2 separate regions of the Mus musculus genome follow, and region 1 is linked to region 2. A link is a contact called in public HiChIP or PLAC-seq data. All regions are on one chromosome and are shown on one strand. Each heading gives the region's core, a stretch centred on a gene start, on an enhancer-like site or on the middle of the called end of the contact. The rest is flanking DNA. Distances are from core to core; before and after follow the strand shown.

Evidence for each region. HiChIP or PLAC-seq counts read pairs in DNA pulled down with a chosen protein or histone mark.
Region 1: an H3K27ac HiChIP or PLAC-seq map of embryonic stem cells shows a contact between it and region 2, with 5 read pairs. The contact joins two enhancer-like sites.

What each region holds. Positions count from the first base shown.
Region 1 is chr13:5,725,350-5,732,319 of GRCm38.p6, forward strand. It overlaps LOC115488222 (a small nucleolar RNA gene), which reads left to right and starts at 123; the gene lies at 123-265. Within about 2 kb of position 4,297, at least 27 of the 459 cell types and tissues checked have an H3K27ac peak or open chromatin away from gene starts, as enhancers often do. A contact at or near this core is called in embryonic stem cells, where this site is marked.
Region 2 is chr13:5,547,742-5,554,666 of GRCm38.p6, forward strand. It overlaps Gm40661 (a long non-coding RNA gene), which reads left to right and starts at 5,648. Exons shown (of 3, transcript XR_873110.2): 1 at 5,648-5,702. Within about 2 kb of position 1,655, at least 39 of the 459 cell types and tissues checked have an H3K27ac peak or open chromatin away from gene starts, as enhancers often do. A contact at or near this core is called in embryonic stem cells, where this site is marked.

The sequences.
Region 1 (6,970 bases), core at 3,047-5,546, 180 kb after region 2:
TATTTGACCATAAACAAGAGCCAAGAACCTAAATACCAATAATAACTTTGGGACTTCAAAGTCTTTGCCCCACAGAAAGAAAGTTTATTAATAAATTAGCCTTGGTAGATGCACACAATCATCGCACCTGGCAATGGGCAAAGAGATATCTTGTTGGCAGTGATGTTCTTCTATCAGTCAGGGCAGAGCAGACATCCGATCTTTGTTCATCCTAGATTGATGCCTGGCTTGGTGGCCAGAGCTCTTTTATGACTAGGACACATAAAATCAAATCAGATCAAATCCAGGCAGCAGCACAGCATGGGAGGAGGAAGACAGAGACCTGTGTTCTACCATGCCACACTGTGCAGGTGAGAAAAATGCCCATGGACCTGCCCTCCTACCCACAGGGCACTGATTTTTTTTCATGAGTAATTTTGTCTTTTTCTCATGCATGAGCTGGGTCCTGTTAGAGGCGCAATCCTATCTTGATGGAATCTAGTTTGTCTGCTTTGTTTCTCTGCTTGAGGAGAAAAAGGAACACAGTGAGGAGGGTAAAGTCAATGGAGTTAGAGGGGGCATGCTCCTAAAGGCTAACACTTTGAAGAAGCACAGGAAAGTGAATTTCTTGAAGAAAGTTGGTTGACAATTTCTCATTAATAGCTAAAGATCAAAAATAGACTATAAGAAGGAAAACATGAAGAAAAGAGAGACTAAGTATTTACTTGAGTATAGTACAACTTATCAGAGAATAACTGTAGGCCTGAGTCCAATGTGCTAAGTAGAAGGAATATACTCCCTCAGTTACTTCCTTTCTATACGTTCCTCAAGCATCCGCTAGGGATGACTTTGTTTGCTCTTCTGGGTCTTGGCCAATGCATTCAACTTCCCTTTTTCCTATTTAGATACAAGTAAAAGAGTCTGCAATGGCTGTGTTCTCACGAAATCCTGAATAAGCAAGCAAAGCATGATGATATCAGGGACAGGGTCTATACAAACTGACACCATGCCATGTCACGTCTCAGAATAATGATTTCAAACATCTCCTATAAACAAATAACAGCACTAAGATGGATACTAATTTCCCATGACCTTTAAAAATAACAACTTCTCAACTTCTGGGGCCTGATCATCTTCTACTTGTTTCAGTAAAAATGGGAAGCAGCTTTGTGTAAATATAAGGATACACTTGTGAGTCATGATGGCCAGTCACAAGTGTCCTATCCATCTCTCCATAGTTAAATATCTATAAATCCACCTATGACCCACGGTGAAGAAATATTAGCCCTGCAAGTGGTCAGAACTGGCAAGAAAGTATGAAATATCTTTGCCTGAGGCTCTGGAAGCATAAAGCAATAGTCCTTTTAAACTGATGAAGAAATCACACTTAATACATTTAGTCAGTGTTATATGGATTAACATTCTGTGATTCATACAGATTAAATTCCAGTAACATGGCTGACCCTCTACAGCTAGCTCTTTGACTCAGAGAAAGGCCCACTACTAGAGTAACCACATTACAAAGCCCAAATGCTTCTCTTTTTGATCTATTCTAGATTAAGTTGCATTTCTATCACATAGCTCCAAGACCCCCAATTAGCACCCTGTGATTTTTTTTTATGAAACAGCATGTTGTATAAATCACATAATAACAAAAACTACAGGCAATTTTCACAGAAGGTCAATATCAGTCATGCAAAAAGGACTCTTATCCATTTACCACTTCTTAAATTCACGCACACAGGAAACCAGTGCCCTGTTTTCTGAAATATCTTTGAGTTCTTGTGTGGGTGGGAGGGGTCTTCTAATTAAATCATTACACAGTTTAATTAAAATGCCAGAAACACATTGATTTGTCAAGAAGTCAATGTGCATTTTAAAGCATTAATTTTTTTAATTAGACTGAAATTCTAGAGAGTTTTCTTTTCTTAACTAAAAAAAAAATTAGCATGGGATCTCCATATTTGTTGTGTGGAACTATCATGTTCTATAAGTCATTGGTGTCATCTAGACCCATGGATACTGTGACATTCAGAATAATGTGTGAGGTTTTGTTGTCTGTTTCTTTGGGTGGTTGGTTCTGTGATGTTTTGTTTGTTTGGTGCTTGCTGCTGTTGTGTTCACGTCACATTATTGTTTTGAGACAGGATCTCATGCATCCCAACTTGGCCTCCTACTTACCCTGGAACTGACAATGACACAGAAGCTCAGAGACTGACCTCCTAGCCTTTAGCACCAGACAGATGGGCTTACAGGTATGTCCCACCATGCCCAGGTTGATGCCAACACTGAGTAGCACTTTAGCCTCACAGAAACAGGAGTTTGTTCCATATAGAAGGGAAAAACTTTCAACCTATTTCAAGTGAAGGTTTGTAAAGTACAATCCCAGAAGGTAAGGTCTATTTGGGAGCTCCTACGAACCTCTTGGTGCAAAAGGCTGTGGACAAAGCTAAAAGCTCTCACCAGAAGCTAACAAATAGGCAAGTGCAGTCAGAAAAGGAGAATGTAGGGGTTATGTTAATAGAGGAAAGCAAGGTCTTACCTAGATAAGAGATATGAAAGAGCTTGCACGCACACAGGTATATATATATATATATATATATATATATATATATATATATATATGGCAGGGTTGGTTAAAATCATTAGGATTAAATTATCTATAAATATTGTTGGGCCATTTCATACATCAACCATGGCTCAATAACCCCAACAGATGATTGAACACATGGACATGTGCATACGACCCAGATTCCAAGGAGGATAAGACAGCTTTAGACGGGGATATTTATATCTAAAATGACTCATTGTACAGAAAAATATCCAACAAGACAAAAAAAAAAAAAAGGAAGAGACCTTATAAGCAGGACATTAATTTTGTTGTATAATGGTCTCAGGTAGTAATAAGGAAGTGATTTAGTAATCATTATTAAAACAAAGTAGAGAATCGCTCCAGGCAATGTCAGGAGATGCGGCTACATTTCACTTTAAAAACACTTTCTTGCACTCAGAATTCTTTGAGATGAGAAGCCATCTGTGAAACTGCTTGCAGCTAAGTGGGAGTCTTTAAACAGCTTATCTTTTGATAATGCTTGTTAATCTAGCATAGCAAAGAATTTCTTTATAATATTATATATGTACATACATATGTGTATATATATATATACTTTTGCATATTTAGATCTTAAAAGTTGGAGAAGCATGAATTTATAAACAGCATTTCAAAAGAGAAAATTTAGTAATATATTTGATTAATACATAGGTTTCTTTTTCTAGAACTCCTGAGAAGAATTGAGTTATGACCAGGAGTGGTAGCACACACCTGTAATCCTAGCACTTCGTAGGCAAACGTAGGAGGATCTCTATGCACTTGAGGCCATTCTGAATGACATTATAAAACCCAGTCTCAAAAACAAAACATCAGAGGATTAAGTTACACGCTGTTCCCTATACCTATTTACTAATGTGTGCGTACAGATACAGATAAACATATGTATTCAGAAAGTTCCTGCTGCACATGTATGCAATGCAGATTGGTAAGCAGGGTTACTACAAATGTCATTTACATATTCTGTGTGAAACTCCATTCTGGCAGCCTGATAATAGCCAAGCTTCCAAAGCTTAAGTATATTCTCAGAGTGACCCAGTTCACTCAATCACTCCCCAGATACAATGAGAGGCTACTGAAGGGTCCCAGACTATAGCGGATTTGAAGTCTTTGTCCTTATTTCAGGATACCTTTGTTCCAATAACAATAGGTGACATCCCACATAATACAGTGCCATTTGTACAACTGCCTGCTGAAACTTCCTGTTTAGAATGAGGCAGAGGGATTTCTGAAAAGCCCAGGGAGGTTAGTGAGAAAGAAAGACAAACAATGCTGCTATTTCCAGGATTTTCTCTCATTGGAAATGTAACTAAATGTTTAGAAGTCAAGGGAAAGAACAGCGTTTCAAAGGAGAAACCAACATCATTAGGACAGAATTTATACAAGTGTGAATTAAGCATGCTACTCAGAAGCTAGGCATGCATTCTGAGACAAATTCATTCAAGGACTATGTGTAGATCACATAGTATCCTGCTAAGTTAGCTTGAGATTGAAAGTTAGGAATAAAAGTTGTAGTTTTCCAAAGATCACTATGTATAAAAATAGCAGACAATGTTACCTCAATATTTTGTTGTGATCATAAAAAGAGAAAGTGTATTAATATATGTTCTATCAGGGTGTGGGGGAAGGGGATGCCTCTGTGGGCCCATGCCAAAGGCATCCCTTCCTCCTGAGGGACCGACCAGCCACATGGACGGTATAGCATGGAACAGAGTTTATTCAGGGCATGGGGAGGGGAGTAAATAGAGTAGCAGAGGCAGAGAAAGGCAGAGACAAGGAGAGTAGAGAAGCAGAGGCCGGCCAAGACCACATGAAGAGAGGGGGTAAGGGAATAGGGAAAGAGGGGGCAAGAGGCAAAAGAGTAAGAGAACAAGGGAGTAAGAGAGCGAGGAGAGGGCAAGCAGCCTCTCTTATAGTGGGCCAGGCCTACCTGAGTGTTGCCAGGTAACTGTGGGGAGGAGCATATAACTGTGTGGGTAGAGTTCAGACAGAGTTCCAACATTCACCCATTTTGGTTTAATTAAAAAAAGAAAGAACTAGAAAGTGGTGATGACGAAGCAGGGATAGGGTTGTTGTAATATCTAGCTGCTTCACGCTGATGTTGGAGGGATGTGTCTCTGGGGAACCTAGAGGGATGGGTAAGGAGGATGTATGTCTAGTCTTAGGAGAGTTGGCTGTTTCCCTGTTGTCCGGGCCATGTGGAGCCATCTGAGAATAGGTCAGAAAGAACAGGTCCAGTAAGAAGCATCCAGGCCTTACCAAAACATCCCTAGGGCCATGTCAGGCCCATGCCAAGGCATCCCTTCCCCCTGATGGACCAGCCCCATGACAGTATGGTATTGAATAGAGTTTATTCAGAATATGGGGAGGGGAGTTAAGAGGGTAGTAGAGCCAGAGAAAAGCAGAGAGAAAAAGAGAGTAGAGAAGTAGAGGCCACCCATGACCATGGAGGGGGAGGGGGCAGGGGGGGAAGGGAATGGGGAGAGAAGCAAGAGTGAGAGACTAAAAGTAAGAGAGACTCGAGAAAGAGGAGGGGGCAAGCAGCCCCTTTTATAGTGGGCCAGGCCTACCTGGCTGGTAGCTGTGGGGGTGGAGTCCAGACAGAGTACCAACAGTTCTGTCCCTTTCCCCCTCCTTTCCCTTCAAAACAGTCTAAGCTGGCTTCTAACCTAGTGTGTAGTCAGGATTGACCTTGAAGTGCTGATCTTCCTGTCTATTGCTGAGATGACAAGTGTACCCCATGCCACCCTGTGGGAGTGGTGCTGGGGAAGCTACACCCCAAAACCATATTTTTGAAAATTCATTTCATACCTTATTTTTAGCATTTCTAAACTTGTTTTAAAAGACAGCAAAGCATATTCTTTCTTTTTTTGTTAACGTGAGTGGTTTTGTGTGTGTGTGTGTGTGTGTGTGTGTGTGTGTGTGTGTGTACAGACAACTTCACAAATCAGAATAGGAGTTTAGGTCCCCTGGAGCTAAAGTGTCAGGTAGTTATGGGATCTCCAAGGGATTGTGGGTTCAAGGAACCATGCTCAAGATTTCTGACAGAGGAACAGGTAGTATAATAAGCTTATTCACGCCTCTCACCACAATGTAGCTTCTTAACAAAGCATTGTTAAAGAATAATGCACTGGATCTAAAAAGATACAATGTACAGAATGATTCCTTAGTCTTTTAGTCTCCTGCTGGAAAGAAACTCAACAGATAATTTCAGGAGATGGATCCACACATGGACTGGAAGTACTATAAAATAACAGTTATTTCATTATTCTATACCCATGAGACATAGAACATGGAATTCTGCTTCATTTTGCTTTCTAGTTGTTAGATGGCAGATGGAGATAGTTGATAGCTAGTCTTGGAAAGTGGAAAAAGGTCAATATATAGGACATATTATGTTCTTGCCCCTTAGAAGTGAGAAACAGGGCAAAAGAGTTTTAAATGTCCACTGAAAGCTGATGTGTTGATCCTCAAAGCAACAGTGCTTAGGGGTGGGCCTTTGGGAATGTGATCTTATTGTGAGGGGTCTTCCATCATGGATAGATTAATCCATTTATGGACTCATAACTTAATGGGCATGCATTCTTGGTCTTGTGACTAATGTCAAATATAATTTAGTAAACTATTGGTGATGATAGAAACTATAGAAGATAGAACCTAGTTGGAAGAAAAGTATTACTGGTGCATAGCCTGGATGGGTATATCTTGCCTGCTTCTCTGCCTTTCCTTCTCTATATCCCTCTCCCAATCCCTTTCTTTTCTGGTTGTCATGAGATAATTTTCTAAGATGTTCTGTCCAACAAAGTCCCAGAAGCAATGAAGCCAGGTAACCTGGGGCTGAAGTGTGTGATGCTGATCCAGTTGCATTTTTCTTCCTACCCTTTAAGTTTTAAAACCGTTTGTAGTGGAGAGTTTGCTAACATTCCCATCTTTATTCTCTCTGTAATCTTGGGTTTTGGTAAAACTTGAAAATATTGGAGTACTTCCAAGATAATTTTCCAACAGAATCAACAGAATTTTAGAACAGGTAAATAATTGTGGATGATAACAAGTACCCTATAGCAAAAGCGTGACTCTGACGTGGGTCTTGGTTTTATATGGAAAGCAAACAAACCTCAACAGTGGTTAGTTGGTGCAATGTAAATAAGTGAAAATACTAATCTGCATCAATTTTATTTTAGGAGAGAATACTGTTAAAATGGTGGCCCAAGAAGACAATATAGTTTCAAAAATATGCCTTTAAGAGCTTAATTTATTGAGCAGTTAGTATATGACAATTATTGTCAATATAATCGATCATCCCCATTTTGATCCTTGAAGGGACAAACCAACACTACTTTTATATAATGAATGAGAAAGAATGGAGGCTGTCAAGAGGGTAAA
Region 2 (6,925 bases), core at 405-2,904:
CATCGGTTCAGATATAAATTTGAATATGAAAACTTATAATCTTGATCCACAGCATTGTACTTTAAACTATTTTCTAGTAAGTGATATATCAAAAAAAAATGAAAATGAGATTTTCATAGAAAGAATTGAAGATAAATTAAGTAACACTCTGAAAATCTAAATTTTTCCACCTTAATGTTTTATATGTGCTATTCTTTTACAAGTGTTCTGATTATTAATTTTTATGACTTTAGCATAACAAAAAAACGTTCCTAATAGAATTGAAAGTGCAAACACCTTACATCTTAAAGGCAAGGCTGTTTTCCAGGAATAGCTCAGCAATTAAAGACGCCAGAAGCCAATGCTGATGATCTCAGTTCAACCCTCAGGACCCAACATGCAAGGATATGATTGACTTTTAAAAACCGTCCCTTGATCCCTACGCGTGTGTTCTCTCTCTCTCTCTCTCTCTCTCTCTCTCTCTCTCTCTCTCTCTCTCTCACACACACACACACACACACACACACACCAATAAAATTTAAGTTTATATTTATCATTGTTCTGCATAAGAAGATATTAAGCACACATTATTTTTCTCTGATATAAGGGAGATGATGGATCAGGTAAAACTTAGGAAGATGACGATGACACCACTTATGACTGATTTCATTTCACTGAATTCTATGCCCCTAAGCTATCAATTTATAACTCGGAATTTACATGTCAGTAAAATGGGGATAATATTATGTATCTTAGTACTTTATAATATAAATTATATACAATGTAATAATAGACTGCTCTGGTCTGGCTAGTATTCTTGTGTAGTTCTAGGTTGAAGATTTAATTCTTAGTATATCAGAGCATGACTTAATGTGGACCCAGAGAGCTAATGAAGATTTTTAAAAAGGCATTAGAGTGGGACCCTAAGCCAATACACCTAGTGCCTTTATTAAAAGGATGTTAGGAAAAAGTTGTACATAGAGGGATGATCAGGTAAGAATAGAAGGAAAAGATTGCAATGGGCATATCCAAAAAGGGTCCTTGCTCATAGATAATGTGGTACTTCCAGCATCTAGAACTGTAAGAAGTTTATGTTGTCAAAATAACCCAATCTGAGCTTTGGGTTCTTTTTAGACCCCATTGGAGTATTAGTATATAACTATATGCAAACTAGGTACTCTGCAGTCTACAAAGGCTGCTTACCAATTATCAGCAGTTCCTCCTGTGTAGCAAAGGACAATGGGCAAAGCAGCAATGAGAGACTTTATCACTCAGCTAATTACTAACATTCTTTACTTCCTGCTTGTTCTAGTGCCTCAAACAGTCTCATTTAAGTTCCTTGTTTCCATGGATGTTTTCTTATTATTACCTCCAGGTATTTTTCTTCAATGTTCATTCTTTTAATTAGGAGGAAGAACATACAAATATGAAATGAAGTGCGAATTACAAATTATGCAAAATTCTGACCCAGTGGATTAAGAAATCAACAATATCATCAAAGCATAAACAAGCATGGGAGTAATTAAAATGAAACTTGACTGTCACAGAAACCAGTTTATAGACCTTGGTAAATGATTTTACAGGAAGAGACTTTCGCTCACGCAGACACACATTAAGCACTTATGATCGGCTTGTAAACTTTCCAGTTCTATGAGTCAGGGCTTAGGACCTCAAGGTAAAACGAAACACCTCCCAGGAACTAACCAGGCCAAATACTGCATAACTTTCAGGCCAGATGTGTTCAGGGTGCTATAACCATTGACTTCTGAGCTCTGTTTATAATATTCTAGTTGAGACAAGCACTACACTATGATTGTTGAAATTCAAAGACCAAGTGCTGCTTCTGTGTATGACTCCAAGTACGAACCTGATTGTGGTAATGAAGAAATGAGAGAAGACAGGTGTTTGAACAGAAAGCTGGGATCCTATAGAGCAGGCTCTCTGAGAAACCCCCATACCCCACAAGCACAGCATGTGTAAAGTAGAACAGTAAGACAACCAGTTGACTGCATACAACTGATCAAGGTGATAGATTTATTTCTGTACAGAAAAGTAATGAGGCAGAGTTGATGGTGTCCAGCTGACATGAGGAGAGAGGTTTACCTAAGCTCAGTAGTAGCGATCTCTGTAGAGGAGCGGTCTTCAGGCTGAAAATATTCGCAGGACTAAAGCTATGGTGGACATTTTCCGCACAGTATTAGCATACACACATGGACCACAAGGTGCAGAGTCCAGCATGGCCCTGGTGGGGACAAAGTGACATGGTGACATCGTTCCTGCCCCAGGACAGCGCCCCGGTATAAGCCTCCTGGAATCTAGATGGGCACTGTGGGCATAAGGCTTGTTTGTGTAATAATTTACATATTTCACATTCCTCCAAGAAATGTCCTCTGTGTTAATTTTAATGACTCCTTGATGATCAGCCAACAGGAGACCAGGAGGTGAAGGTGTGGCTAAAGTCTCAGCAAAATGGTGAAGTCTGGGACCTTCAAGACAACCCTTAAGGCTATGGGAAAGAGCTCTAGATACCGGAGTTTGAAAATATATAATTTCTCAACTATGCAAAATATAAGAATGCAATATGAATTATGAGGGGCTTCATGAATCTAAAGGAACAAAGGCAGCTGCACTAGGAGCCAGCTTGTCAGAAAGATACAAAGGCAGGCAGATTGAATTCAAGGTCAGCCTGGGACACATAAAGGTGAGGCCCAGGTGTGGTAGAAATGGTAATTTCAGGGAAGAGACCCACCCAACTACTTAATCCTTTGTGTTTAACAAAGGAAGACTGATCTTTGAATTCTTTTGCAGCCTTTGGAAAAAAAAAATGTTTGCTTGCTTTCACTTCTGAATCCAGATGCTGATTCATAGAATAATCTAAAGTAAACCTGGAGTAAATGACTGGGTTGATAATGTAAAATAAAAGACAAGACCTGTGTTCTGCAGGAGGTGAGCTATTCAGAGAACTTTTTAGGAAAAAAAACAGAAAACTGCTTGGAGAACTGACAAAGAGACAGGTGCGCACGCGCACACACACACACACACACACACACACACACACACACACAAGGAAGCAGGACATGGACAGAGAGATCTCTTAGAATAGCAAGCAAGCAGAATATAGACAGAGAAATCTCCAGAGAGAAAGCAGAACGTAGAAAGCAGACTGGAAAAGTTGTATCAAACAGAAGACCAGTGGTCAGCTTGGAACCACCAATTGACTTTGAGACTTTGAGTCCTTCTTTTCGCTGCTCCCAGATACCCTGTACTTACTGGATGGTTTTGTTTGCCAATTTGACACAAGCTGGAGTTATCACAGAGAAAAGAGCCTCCCTTGAGTAAATGCCTCCTTGAGATTCAGCTGTAAGGCATTTTCTCAATTAGTGATCAAGGTGGGAAAGCCCATTATGGGTGGGGCCATCCCTGGGCAGGTAGTCCTGGTTTCTATAAAAAAGCAGGCTGAACAAGCCAGGGGAAGCAAGCAGCACCCCTCTGTGGCCTCTGTATCAGCTCCTGCCTCCAAATTCCTGCCCTGTGAGTCCCAGACCTGACCTCCTTTGGTGATGAACAGCAGTGTGAAAGTGTAAGCTGAATAAACCCTTTCCTCCCCAAATTGCCTCTTGGTCATGATGTTTTGTACAAGAATACAAACCCTGACTAAGACACGCCCCTTCTCTCAGAACCTCCTCCATGCTGAGGCTGGTCCTTGGCAACAAGGGAAGTCTGCCCGTTCCCCTCCACACTGAGGCTTTGGGATCCGTGACATACTATGCCGATGTCAAGGATATACATGCACTGAGGACTGCACACACTCAGGGCTTCCTTCACACCCCACACCTAGAATTAAGCAAGGAAGAATGAATTCAGACCAGGCCAGATCTCTTTTTACTTCCTTCTATGGTGTTAAATTTCTGTGAGAGACAAAGAGTTAATTATTAACCAAATTTCAAACTAGAAAGATATAGATATGAATATGTAATATGACTTCCATAAGTTCCTGAGACTTCATTAAAGCGTTCATATCTCATATGTTTGTACACAACTATCACTTTTTAATAGAGAGGTAGTTCCTTCATTTAGAAAACGTTATTCCCAACAAATACATTTTTCCAAATAAAGGTATATAATGTATACATAAACATCATACACATATATTTATATATGCATGCACACACAAATTTATTTCTTTAAATTACATATGTGTGTACACATGAAGGTTTACCTAATTGCTTGCTTGGCTGGTTATAAATTTATTTGGGACAATATCCTCCGCAGAGCCCAAGGTGACCTTGAACCTTCGATCCTCTTACTTCTGCCTCTCTAGTGCTAAGCCTATAGTTTTATGCCACCATGCTAAATTTAAAACGTCATTACTGTTCAAAAAAAAAAATCTAGGATACAATCTAAGATCTCATACTAAACGGCATTGGATAACTTTCATGCCCCTATCTGGTAGCAGTGCTTGGTTCTATACCTGAATGAAAAATGAATGATGTGAATTCATAAAACCTTTAGCATGTCTGTTACAAAATACTCAGTGAAAGTAAGTAATTCAATATTATTACTGGCATTGTGTCCTTTAAAGCTCTTTTGATGAATAATTTTACTGTTTATTCATTGAGAAAGAATAATGACTCATCCAGGTTGTTTGGGGATATAACCAAACAACACATATGCAGTATATAGTTCAGTGTCCTGCGCACAGTGAGACTAACACAAATACTCTTTGTCTTTGCCCCATTCTTCTTCCCACTGAAAGCCTCTTTTACCAGTTCTGTAAAGGGGAGCACACGTCTCTGTCTCTATTCAACTTCCCCATCATGGCAACTAATGACTGAACATGGATATTTATTTTTAAGTTAATTATAATCAAATACAAACTAGAAGCTAAATTTCTCATGTCTACCACCTAGAAATCATAGAAATGGGATTTTTTTCCTTCTGTGAAGACCAACATTCTAGGCAGTCCGGCTTTTGGTAGGCGTAGAACTTGTAGGATGATTATTCAATTAAGTTGCTTTTTTTGCACAACTGGTTCTTCTCCTTGGATCATTAGGACATCCTCTTACAGCTTTCTAGAATATTGTTATTCAATATTTTCATTAGAAGGATATGTCTGGGTTATACAGCAATCACCTGAAATGCAATTTTAGTCAACTTGGAGTTATGTACACCAAAATCTTTAATTTCAGCTCCATTACTAGACATACAGGAGGAAGGATGAGATAGGCTAGCCTGCTTCACCAAGTGCTGTGCATGCAATCAGCAAAGTAGTGTGTTTGCTTCTGAGCAACCAGTCAAGTGGGAAACTGCACTCTGAGGCCCTTCAGACCAAAATAAGGCTAAAGACTGGGCAAGAAACTGCTTCCAAAGATAACCGAAAAAATTCTGAGACTCTGATCTCAGACAGGGATTGTAGAATGCATACACTTAGTAAAACATAACAAAAATTAACCAAAGGAGAATACTGATGTAGCTGAAAACCTGATGTTGGAGAATTACCAGAGGGACTTTCTGAAGTATTTAAAAGATCCTTTATTTTGAGATGTGATTATTTGAATGCCTGCAGTTCCTAAAATATGAGTCTTAAGGGGGGGGGCAATTAAACTGGGTTTTTTTGATTGTTTTTTTATTTTCTTTTCTGTTTTTTTTTTTTTCCCCCTCAATGGAAGGTTTGGAAAATAACCATGAGAAAGGAAGGACTGTGGCTGTCCAAGGAATGGCAGGTTTGTAAACGTTTCTTTATTCAAGCCTTTTTGTATCAAAGACCACTTGATAACAGAGTTTTACTGTCAGAGGCAGGCCTAGGAATCTGATTGTTAGAAGCTACTTGATCTCAGGAAAGCTGCTCTATCTTGTTTTCTGCATTTCTTATCTGCAGGGATGTTTGCTATGAATGTTCTCTTATGAGGGACATGTGACTCAAACATTCTTGGTAGTGAAGAAACACTGGTTTCCTTCAGTGTTTATTTTAATCCACAGTGTCTGTGAGATCTTCCATAGTAAGAAATTTGGACAGCTATAAACCATATCAGAGCCTCAGAAAACTTTTTTAAAAAATGAAATTTCATGAAAATATTTTACTGCAATTTACTTATAGTTTTCTATCTGCAAGTTCCTGATCTGAGCATTTTAAGTGTAAAAATTCATGTCAGTGTCACAGTAGCTTTCCAGTGTTAATTAGGGCTTACTGCCTTTCTTAGGGTCTTAACCTGAAGAGTGGTAAAATCATTTCCAGCAGAGACCAAAAAACAATCCAAGTTCATTGTGATAGGCTTCCAACTCCAATTTTTTGAAATTGGGGAAGGTGCAAACTTTACATGCATACACACATAGGTGATATACACACATACAAACAACACATACACACAATGCACATGCACAATACACATTCAACACATATACACAATGCACACACACAATACACAAAGTGCACACTCACAATACACACAGACACAGATACAGACACATACACACACACACACACATATGCATGAATACATACTACACATCAGAAGTCTAAGCTTCTTAATATTGTATAAAGTTAATTCATTTCAAAGTTTACTTGCGATTATAAAAACTAGTTTTATAGCAAAGGAGACTCTGGTACTTACAAATTATACTTTTAGGATCCTGTTTGTTGTGTCTTTCTAAGTCTCTTGTATTTCTGTTTGTCAGTGATGACATTCTACTAATTATAAATGTTATCTACAGTTCTGTTGAAGGAGTTTAAACCTGGCCTTCAACAGGACAAAAGAATCTCCTTAACCTACATATTTTAACACGGTCTTTGTGATAGGAACAAAGTGTGTCTGAGAGCCATGAAGATATAATTATTGCTGAAGAAGTTATCTAGAAAGAGTTAGAAGTAAAACAAAGGGGTCTTGGTAAAGCAAATTAAATTGTCTGTCAGGGATGGAATAAGACTGAATTGCCCGTTGTCATTTGC